2 separate regions of the Triticum aestivum genome follow, and region 1 is linked to region 2. The links are chromatin contacts, called in public Hi-C maps. All regions are on one chromosome and are shown on one strand. Each heading gives the region's core, a stretch centred on a gene start, on an enhancer-like site or on the middle of the called end of the contact. The rest is flanking DNA. Distances are from core to core; before and after follow the strand shown.

What was found. Hi-C and Micro-C count contacts between places; a contact is called where the count stands out from the background.
Region 1: a contact with region 2 is called in a Hi-C map of leaf, with 2.3 times the contacts expected there. The contact joins the enhancer-like site here to the promoter of LOC123122971 in region 2. A contact is called at or near these places in 2 of 5 Hi-C or Micro-C datasets (both in leaf).

What each region holds. Positions count from the first base shown.
Region 1 is chr5D:481,034,591-481,038,345 of IWGSC CS RefSeq v2.1, reverse strand. No RefSeq gene overlaps it. Among protein-coding and RNA genes, the nearest start is that of LOC123125609, 19 kb to the left of the region's middle. Within about 2 kb of position 1,920, at least 5 of the 8 cell types and tissues checked have an H3K27ac peak or open chromatin away from gene starts, as enhancers often do. A contact at or near this core is called in leaf, where this site is marked.
Region 2 is chr5D:480,997,877-481,001,976 of IWGSC CS RefSeq v2.1, reverse strand. LOC123122971 (probable xyloglucan glycosyltransferase 9) reads left to right here and starts at 1,993. Exons shown (of 5, transcript XM_044543359.1): 1 at 1,993-3,120; 2 at 3,205-3,513; 3 at 3,615-3,905; 4 at 4,000-4,100. The coding sequence starts at 2,356.

The DNA of each region.
Region 1 (3,755 bases), core at 671-3,170, 36 kb before region 2:
ACAACATTATCCGCGTATTCCCATATTGCACGGTTCCACCTCGCCACAAACAAAAGGTCCAAAATAACAAAACGAGTTACACAGCTATTCTTAGCTCGAGCACAAATGAGCTCAGATGAACAGTAAAATCATATTAAAAAATTCAGATTTTTTTGTGTGAAACATTGACAAATGTTCTGAGTGCTTGCAAAATTTCATCATGAAATCACATTCTTGGAACCGTGGCAAAAAAATCAATGCTCCAAAAATGCCATTTTTCAAAAGCATTTTGGTGTGCTGATTTTATTTTATTTTTGCCGCGACTTACGAATGCCATTTCAACATGAAAATTGGCAAGCTCTCAAAACATTTGTTAAAGTTTGCCCAAGAAAATTTAAGAACTTTTTTTTTTCGTTAAATCGAATTTCCTGTTTAGAGCTCGCGTGCAGTTGAGAACTTTCCAACAAGTAGCAGCATATGAAAAAAAAAGCAGCATATGAAAAATATCACGAGAAGCGTAACTCTGCCGGCCAACCAAGCCGACCGTGAAACAAAGAAGCGCTGGTCCCTCTCCGCGTCCGTCCACCCCGCCCCTTCATCTGCATGCACGCACAGGCACAGCACGGGAGAGGCGACGCGTCTCGCGAATCCACGATCCGCCTGACACCTCTGATCAATGCCGCGATTCACCAGCCAGCCAGCCAGCCAGGGGTCCCGGCGATGGCCAACAGCTCGGCGGATCCGTAACGGAATCACTGTGAAGCCCGTGGGCGCGCGCGTGTCAACCGACCATCGACCTCTCCCTCTCCGCCCCGTCCGGCGTCCCAGCACCTCTCCCGGTGCCGCCACCTCTCGTCTGTGCCGCGTTACGTCGACGTGACTACGTCGGGACGCCGTCGAGCTCCTCTCGGTTGTCTTCAGGCTCAGGTTGAGAGGCAGGCGCCCCCTCGAATGGACCGAGCAACGGAACGAGAATCGTTCTCCCACGCGGCAGGTTGCTTGGACGAACGAACGCGTTCGCGACGGACAGCGACCGCAACGGGAGCTTCTGCTCGTTGTCTGCATGGTGCCGCCCAAAATGGACCGAACAATGCAAAGATCATTCGCCCATGCATCAGGTCGTTTGGAAGAGAACGGTTGTTGCCTCTCGCGTCCGGTCGCGTGTACCATCACAAATTGATGATGCTTGGTAGGAGTAGTACCTAGCATCGGCCTTGTTAGGTTAGCCCAAGAGCAAGAGGGCACGTGGATTCCGTTAACCATCAACACCTGCATTCATGGCTTCATGCCCAGCTAAGGCTACCCACAGTGGGAGTAACATAGGTAGTAACATCACACATATCTAGATAAAATAGATGATGTCGCAAGCAATAAATGAAGAAAGAGAGACGTGTGATAACATAGCTAGTTACTAGTAGTATGAATAACATCACACATATCAAGGCAAAATGTGTCTATAGTCTAATAAATAAAGTGTTGCATGTTACCACTATGAAGGTACTAACATAGAGTAGTAATATGGACATGTTACTACACTATGGAGGTAGTAACATAGAGTGGTAACATGGGCATGTTACTATGGCTGGTCTAAGCTAGCACATGCGCTCGTGTCTTGGCTCGAAAAACATTCCAGGAACCACGGCCTCGAACCCGGTGCACAAGTGTGTTCTTTCTCGTTAACTATTCGCAGAGGTATATGTTATTACGTATTACGAGCACCCCCTTGCCCAAAACGGTGAAAGCAGCAAGGCAACCACTTAACCTGGCTCGTCAACGGGGCTGGGTCGGCGCGGCGGCGGTGGGCCGGGAATCAAGCAGAGATCGCGGCGGTCGGCGAGGTAGGCTCGAAGGGTCCCGTCCCGGGGTCGAACCGAACGTGGCTGACCTGACCGACCGACCTCACAGGAGAGGAGAGGAGAGGCGACGAGACGACAGGAGGACAGCGCGGGTGGTCCGCCGGGTAAATGCCGATTTGGCCTGCATGTGGCGCGTTGGTGACAGGCACGCACGCACGTACGCCCGCCTTCCGGTTCAGCTGCCGCCCTCTTAATAATAAACAAATGAAAGCGAGATAAGGTTGTTTGTTTGTAGTACGTGCCACTGTTACCATCTGCGTGACCACTTGTACGTGCTACTACTACTCATTTGAGCGTTTGTCGGGTATTCCGGCATTATACAGTCAGAGTGCATTAGTGCAAGTCTAAGCACATACCATGCCCTGAAAGCACGAGGAGAGGTCGAGTGAAACATGTCGACTTTGTCACCCGTTTGCGCTAGCAAACATGGCATGGCGCCGTCCGAAGCCAGTGCCAGACGAGCCCCTCCGGCCGCTCGGCCAGACGCATCATCGTCTCGTCGTAGATGTGGAGCGCACGCACGTAAGGCAAAAGCTACACAAAAACATGGTCCAGTCCAGTGACAAGATCACAAAAGAAGATGCGGCATCAGCTAGAGTTGCGGCCGACCTCACATCACCCACATGCGCCTTCCCGCGACTCCAGGGACGCCAGCGTGGGCTACCCCGATCGAGATTGGACGCTAGCCACGACAGCTCCGGCGTACCATCACAGGGTCACTCCCATGCCGCGCGCGTTTCACTGGTTCTCGCAACGCAGCTGGTTTGCCTAATCCGGCGCCGGGAGCGGGAAGTTGCCAGTTTTGACAAGAGATCCGCCAGCACAGGAAAGAATCTTGGGCGCCTGTTTGCATAAACATATATACTCCTGCTTGAACGTGTGCGCTGTGAAGTCAAGAACAGTCATCACTCATCAGTGCTCATCTCATCCGGGGCGGGTTTTCAGATGAACGTGCTTCAAACAGAACAGATGTCCTTCCTTGTGTTACTCACTCGAACTTGGCCGACATACATACATGCCTTTGTCTCTCTGAACTTTTGTCATCCGCTCCGGGAACTGAAGCCAGGGGGTGTCGTTAATCCGACCACGAGCCTCGTGGGGAGTAGCTACACTATATATACTAGTACTAGAATGGAAAAACAGGTTCAAACCTGGCGGCCGTCGCGCGTAGCACCCCATTTCCGAGCCGAGCCATTAAAATTCTAAGATATGTTGATCTCGACATGGAAAAGGAAGCGATGAATCTGCCAAACATCGCGCAAAAGCTTTTGAAACGCTTTCAAAACCGGACGAGGACAGTGTCGATGGTCCATGCACTGCACTGCACTGCACTACACATGTTCGTCGGTTAATTTATTTAAATGGCCCTAAATGCATGCGCTGCTGTCGCCCCGGCGGTCTCGTCCCTAATCACGGGTCGGGTCTCGTCGGTCGCCTTTCGCCATCCTCTTTCCTTTCTCCTTTACTCCGGCACATGCGACACGACCGCCCCGGCTTTGTCAAGTCACCACTCACCTGGCCTCTACCTGTACGTGTTCGACTTCCACTTGCATCGCAGTTGGAGATATGCTAATTAATGCCGTAATTCGTGGTTCATGGCACATTCCCAGCATCAAGGCCAAAGATAAAACAAGCCCATTCCCATCATCAACGTAGGTAGATTGGTGGGAGGTCACGCTCATGCAAGGAGCAAAATAATCGGGGGTCTGGACGGTCCCAGTACCACGTAGGAACCTGATACCGCGGCCATGCAAGGAGAGCGCGTAGGCACCGCCCGCTGCAAAACGCACGTAGATTGGCGCGCCCGCGAGCGGCGTGGGCGGTTGGCACTTGAGTGAAGTCTGGTTTAAACCTTAAGATTGTAGAGCTCGTCGTGAATAAACCCTCACCTCAAATTCCCTGAAGACTGTACCCTGTACT
Region 2 (4,100 bases), core at 744-3,243:
TATATCTATACCTCTATATCTATATCTATATTTATACCTACTAATAAAAAAATAGGTATTCTTAGTCTGTCATACTATTTTATAGAAAACCCCCTGATGTTTCTTATATTAAACCCGCAGTACATATTAAATGTTTTTAAAAATATCCGTATCTTCTAAACCGAACTCCAAATTTAACATGTTATATATGGAATTTGATTAGAAAAATATATGGAATCTTAATAGGAAAACGCTTGTTTTAAGCCGGATGATTTTCCTCTGGCGTAAACCTCCTCGTACGCGCACCACGCGTCCCGTGGTGGCCCACCCACTGCCCCTCGATCGCTTTCCTTATCTCCAGCGGGAGGCACGCAGACCAGTCATTCTTTCCCCTTCCTCTGAACAAAATCCCCCTGCTTCTTTCCTGCTGGAACCCCTCCATGGATGCGTTCCTCAACCTCAAAGCAAGCTGGCGCGCCCGAGCTTCGTCCTCTCCAATACCTTACACAGCAGGTGGCCGGCCGTTTTTTAGGCGCTCCTGTGATGCAACGTTCATCAGGCAGTCCAATGGCTTCGATGCAGCTTACACACACGCCGGCTGTACAAGCCATTGGTGGAGCGACGCCATAGCACGCACCGGCGCTGCGCAACACTCGCCGCGCTACCCGTGTGAAGCTCAGATGGCTGTTGCCGCGGTGCTACTATGCAACGCTTTTTGTTGGTGCAGCGCAGCTATGATGCAACGCTCGCTGGCGCTGCAATCCGGGTTGGGGAGCGACGCTGCAGGGCGCACCCGTGCTAAGGTGCTGCGCTCTCCGGTGCTATTGGCCAGAAGCCAGAATGGTTTTTGCCGCGGTGCTGCTATGCAACGCTCGCGCCGCGCTGAGCTGCAGTTGAGCGTCGCCGGAGTCGTTGAAGCTGCGATGGGGATGGAATGGACTCCGTCGGAGCTGCAATGGAGCGCCGCCGGAGTCGTTGAAGCTGCGATGGCGATGGAATGGACTCCGTCGGAGCTGCAATGAAGCTCCCGCCGGAGTTGCAATGAAGCTTGGCGCGGCGGCGAGCTCGGTGTTGCAATGGAGCAGTTCCGGTGGCTCCCGGTGCTGCGATGCAGCGGTCGCCGGCGGCTCTAGGAGCTGCGTGCACTCGTCGGCGTGGGTGTGACGGCGCTGCAGTCGCCGGTTTTCTCTTTGCATCATCGTCGTTGCGGAGGTGGGTGTCGCAGCTGGTGGATGCAATACAAGAGAGGAGAAGGACGATGGTGGGCTGGGTTGCTCTAATCGGATGGGTCACATGCACCTAATCGAACGGCCGGCCAGGCGGATGATTTCTCTAGGAAGGAAATCATCCGGCTGATCCGTAGCAGTCACCATCTTAATATGATGTTATTTTACCTGTTAACCATTTAAAAAATACTATCCAGGATGCAATCTTAATAAACAGTGCATTATTCGTCTTTTTTTCATACTGGTACTGATCCGGATTGTGGATGAACATCTCAGCAAAATCAGAATTAGAGACGAAATTGAAGATCACTTGCCTGTTTCTTTGTACGTATTAAATCTACAAAGACATGTGGAATCTTGAACTTGCCCTTTTGTAGGCAAAGACCATTTTTGTTTGGTTCGTAGCTACAAGTACTCAGATTATAGAACTTTTTTTTTCTAAATTAAGAGCATGTGGTATTATTTTCTTCGGTTGCAATCGCAACGGCCTTTTGCTAGTTAAACAAAAAGTTGAAACATGCACAGGCTTTATCTTGTTCGAAAGCACGGGCCAAAGGGTAAAGCCGAGGTCGGTACCATGCAATTGCATGATGGATCCCACCCGGAAGCCAAACCACAGGAAACGCGTGAATTTCTCACCGTAATTATCTCCGGTAGCAGCAGCAGCAGCAGGAGTACGAAGGAAGGTAAATAAATAAATTAGGGAAAAAAAGGACATGCGGCGAAGTAAAAGGGAATTAAGGCAGGGAAAGACAAAGGAAGGAAGCGCCGTAAAATATTTGCCCCCACGGCCGGGCCGATCTCTCTCCCTCTGTCTGTCTCTCGAGACGCGTCGAGCTGTTCCCAGCCCGTCCCTCCTCGTCCTCTGCCCGCCGCCCTCCCCCCTCTTCTTCTTAAAGCTCTAATGGCAGTGGAGTGAGCTGCGCACTCGCACAGTGGAGTCTTGAGGTGGTAGTAGATTGGGGCGCGGCGGCGGCGGCGGTGGTGGAGTCCGAGTCGGAGGGGTGGAAAGGAGGGAGGAAGGAAGGGGCGCCGGGGGCCAGGAATAGTGTGTGGTAGAGTGGGCGCCTAATTTGGGGGCGGGGGGAACGAAAGGCCCAGGCCCTTGGCCGGAGGGAGGGCGGGGGTTGGGTTCTCGGACCGGCCATTCATGGCGCCGTGGACCGGCTTATGGGGCGCTAGGGCCGGCGCCGGCGCCGGTGCCTACCGGGGCACGCCGGTGGTGGTCAAGATGGAGAACCCCAACTGGTCCATCTCCGAGATCTCCCCGGAGGACGCCGAGGACGAGGACTTCCTCGTCTCCGGCGCCGGCGCCGCCCGCCGCCGCAAGGGCGGCCGCGGGAAGAACGCCAAACAGATCACCTGGGTGCTGCTCCTCAAGGCGCACCGCGCCGCCGGCTGCCTCGCCTCGCTGGCCTCCGCGGCCGTCACCCTCGGCGCCGCCGCCAGGCGCCGCGTGGCCGACGGCCGCACCGATGCCGACGCCGGCGCCACGCCCGGCTCGGCGGGCGAGAGCCCCGTGCTCCGCTCCCGCTTCTACGCCTTCATTAGGGCCTTCCTCCTCCTCTCCCTGCTCCTCCTCGCGGTCGAGCTCGCCGCGCGCTTCCACGGCTGGGACCTCGCCGCCTCCGCCCTGGCCCTCCCCATTATCGGCGTCGAGTCGCTCTACGCCTCCTGGCTGCGCCTCCGCGCCGCCTACCTCGCGCCGCTGCTCCAGTTCCTCACCGACGCCTGCGTCGTGCTCTTCCTCATCCAGAGCGCCGACCGCCTCATCCAGTGCCTCGGCAGCTTCTACATCACCGTGAAGCGCATCAAGCCCAGGCTCAAGTCCCCGGCGCTGCCGGACGCCGAGGACCCCGACGCCGGCTACTACCCCATGGTGCTCGTGCAGATACCAATGTGCAACGAGAAAGAGGTCAGTGTCGCTCGCTCTCAAGCCGCACCATTAATCCCCTTTCCAAATTCGCAGCCTCGTAACCAGCCATTGTTCGTCGTGCAGGTGTATCAGCAATCAATTGCGGCCGTCTGCAACCTCGATTGGCCGAGGTCCAACTTCTTGGTTCAGGTTTTAGATGACTCCGACGACCCGACGACGCAGTCGCTCATCAGGGAGGAGGTCGCGAAGTGGCAGCAGACCGGGGCCCGGATTCTGTACCGGCACCGCGTGCTCAGGGACGGGTACAAGGCCGGGAACCTCAAGTCGGCCATGGCCTGCAGCTACGTCAAGGATTACGAATTTGTTGCCATCTTTGACGCTGACTTCCAACCAAACCCCGACTTTTTAAAGCGCACTGTGCCACATTTCAAGGTAGATTCAGGGGAATGTTTGTACTACTACTTATATTGTTACCAATCGTTCATGGTTTTAGGATTCCAGTTCTGATTTGTCAATTGTTTTGCTGTTTTCAGGACAATGATGAATTGGGGCTGGTGCAAGCGAGATGGTCGTTTGTGAACAAGGATGAGAACTTATTGACTCGGTTGCAGAACATCAATCTTTGCTTCCACTTTGAGGTGGAGCAGCAGGTGAATGGTGTCTTCTTAAACTTCTTTGGGTTCAATGGCACGGCCGGCGTGTGGAGGATCAAGGCGCTGGAGGAGTCCGGCGGGTGGATGGAGCGGACAACAGTGGAGGATATGGACATTGCGGTTCGGGCGCATCTCCATGGCTGGAAGTTTATCTTCCTGAACGATGTCGAGGTATTGTATAATGAACAATTTCATCTGAATTGTATGTTTGACAGTTGTGCTGACCATTTCAATTGAGCTGAAATGTTTTGTCTTAATGTGACAGTGCCAATGTGAACTGCCAGAGTCATACGAGGCTTACAGGAAGCAGCAACATCGGTGGCATTCCGGTCCAATGCAGCTATTCAGGCTTTGCATACCGGACAT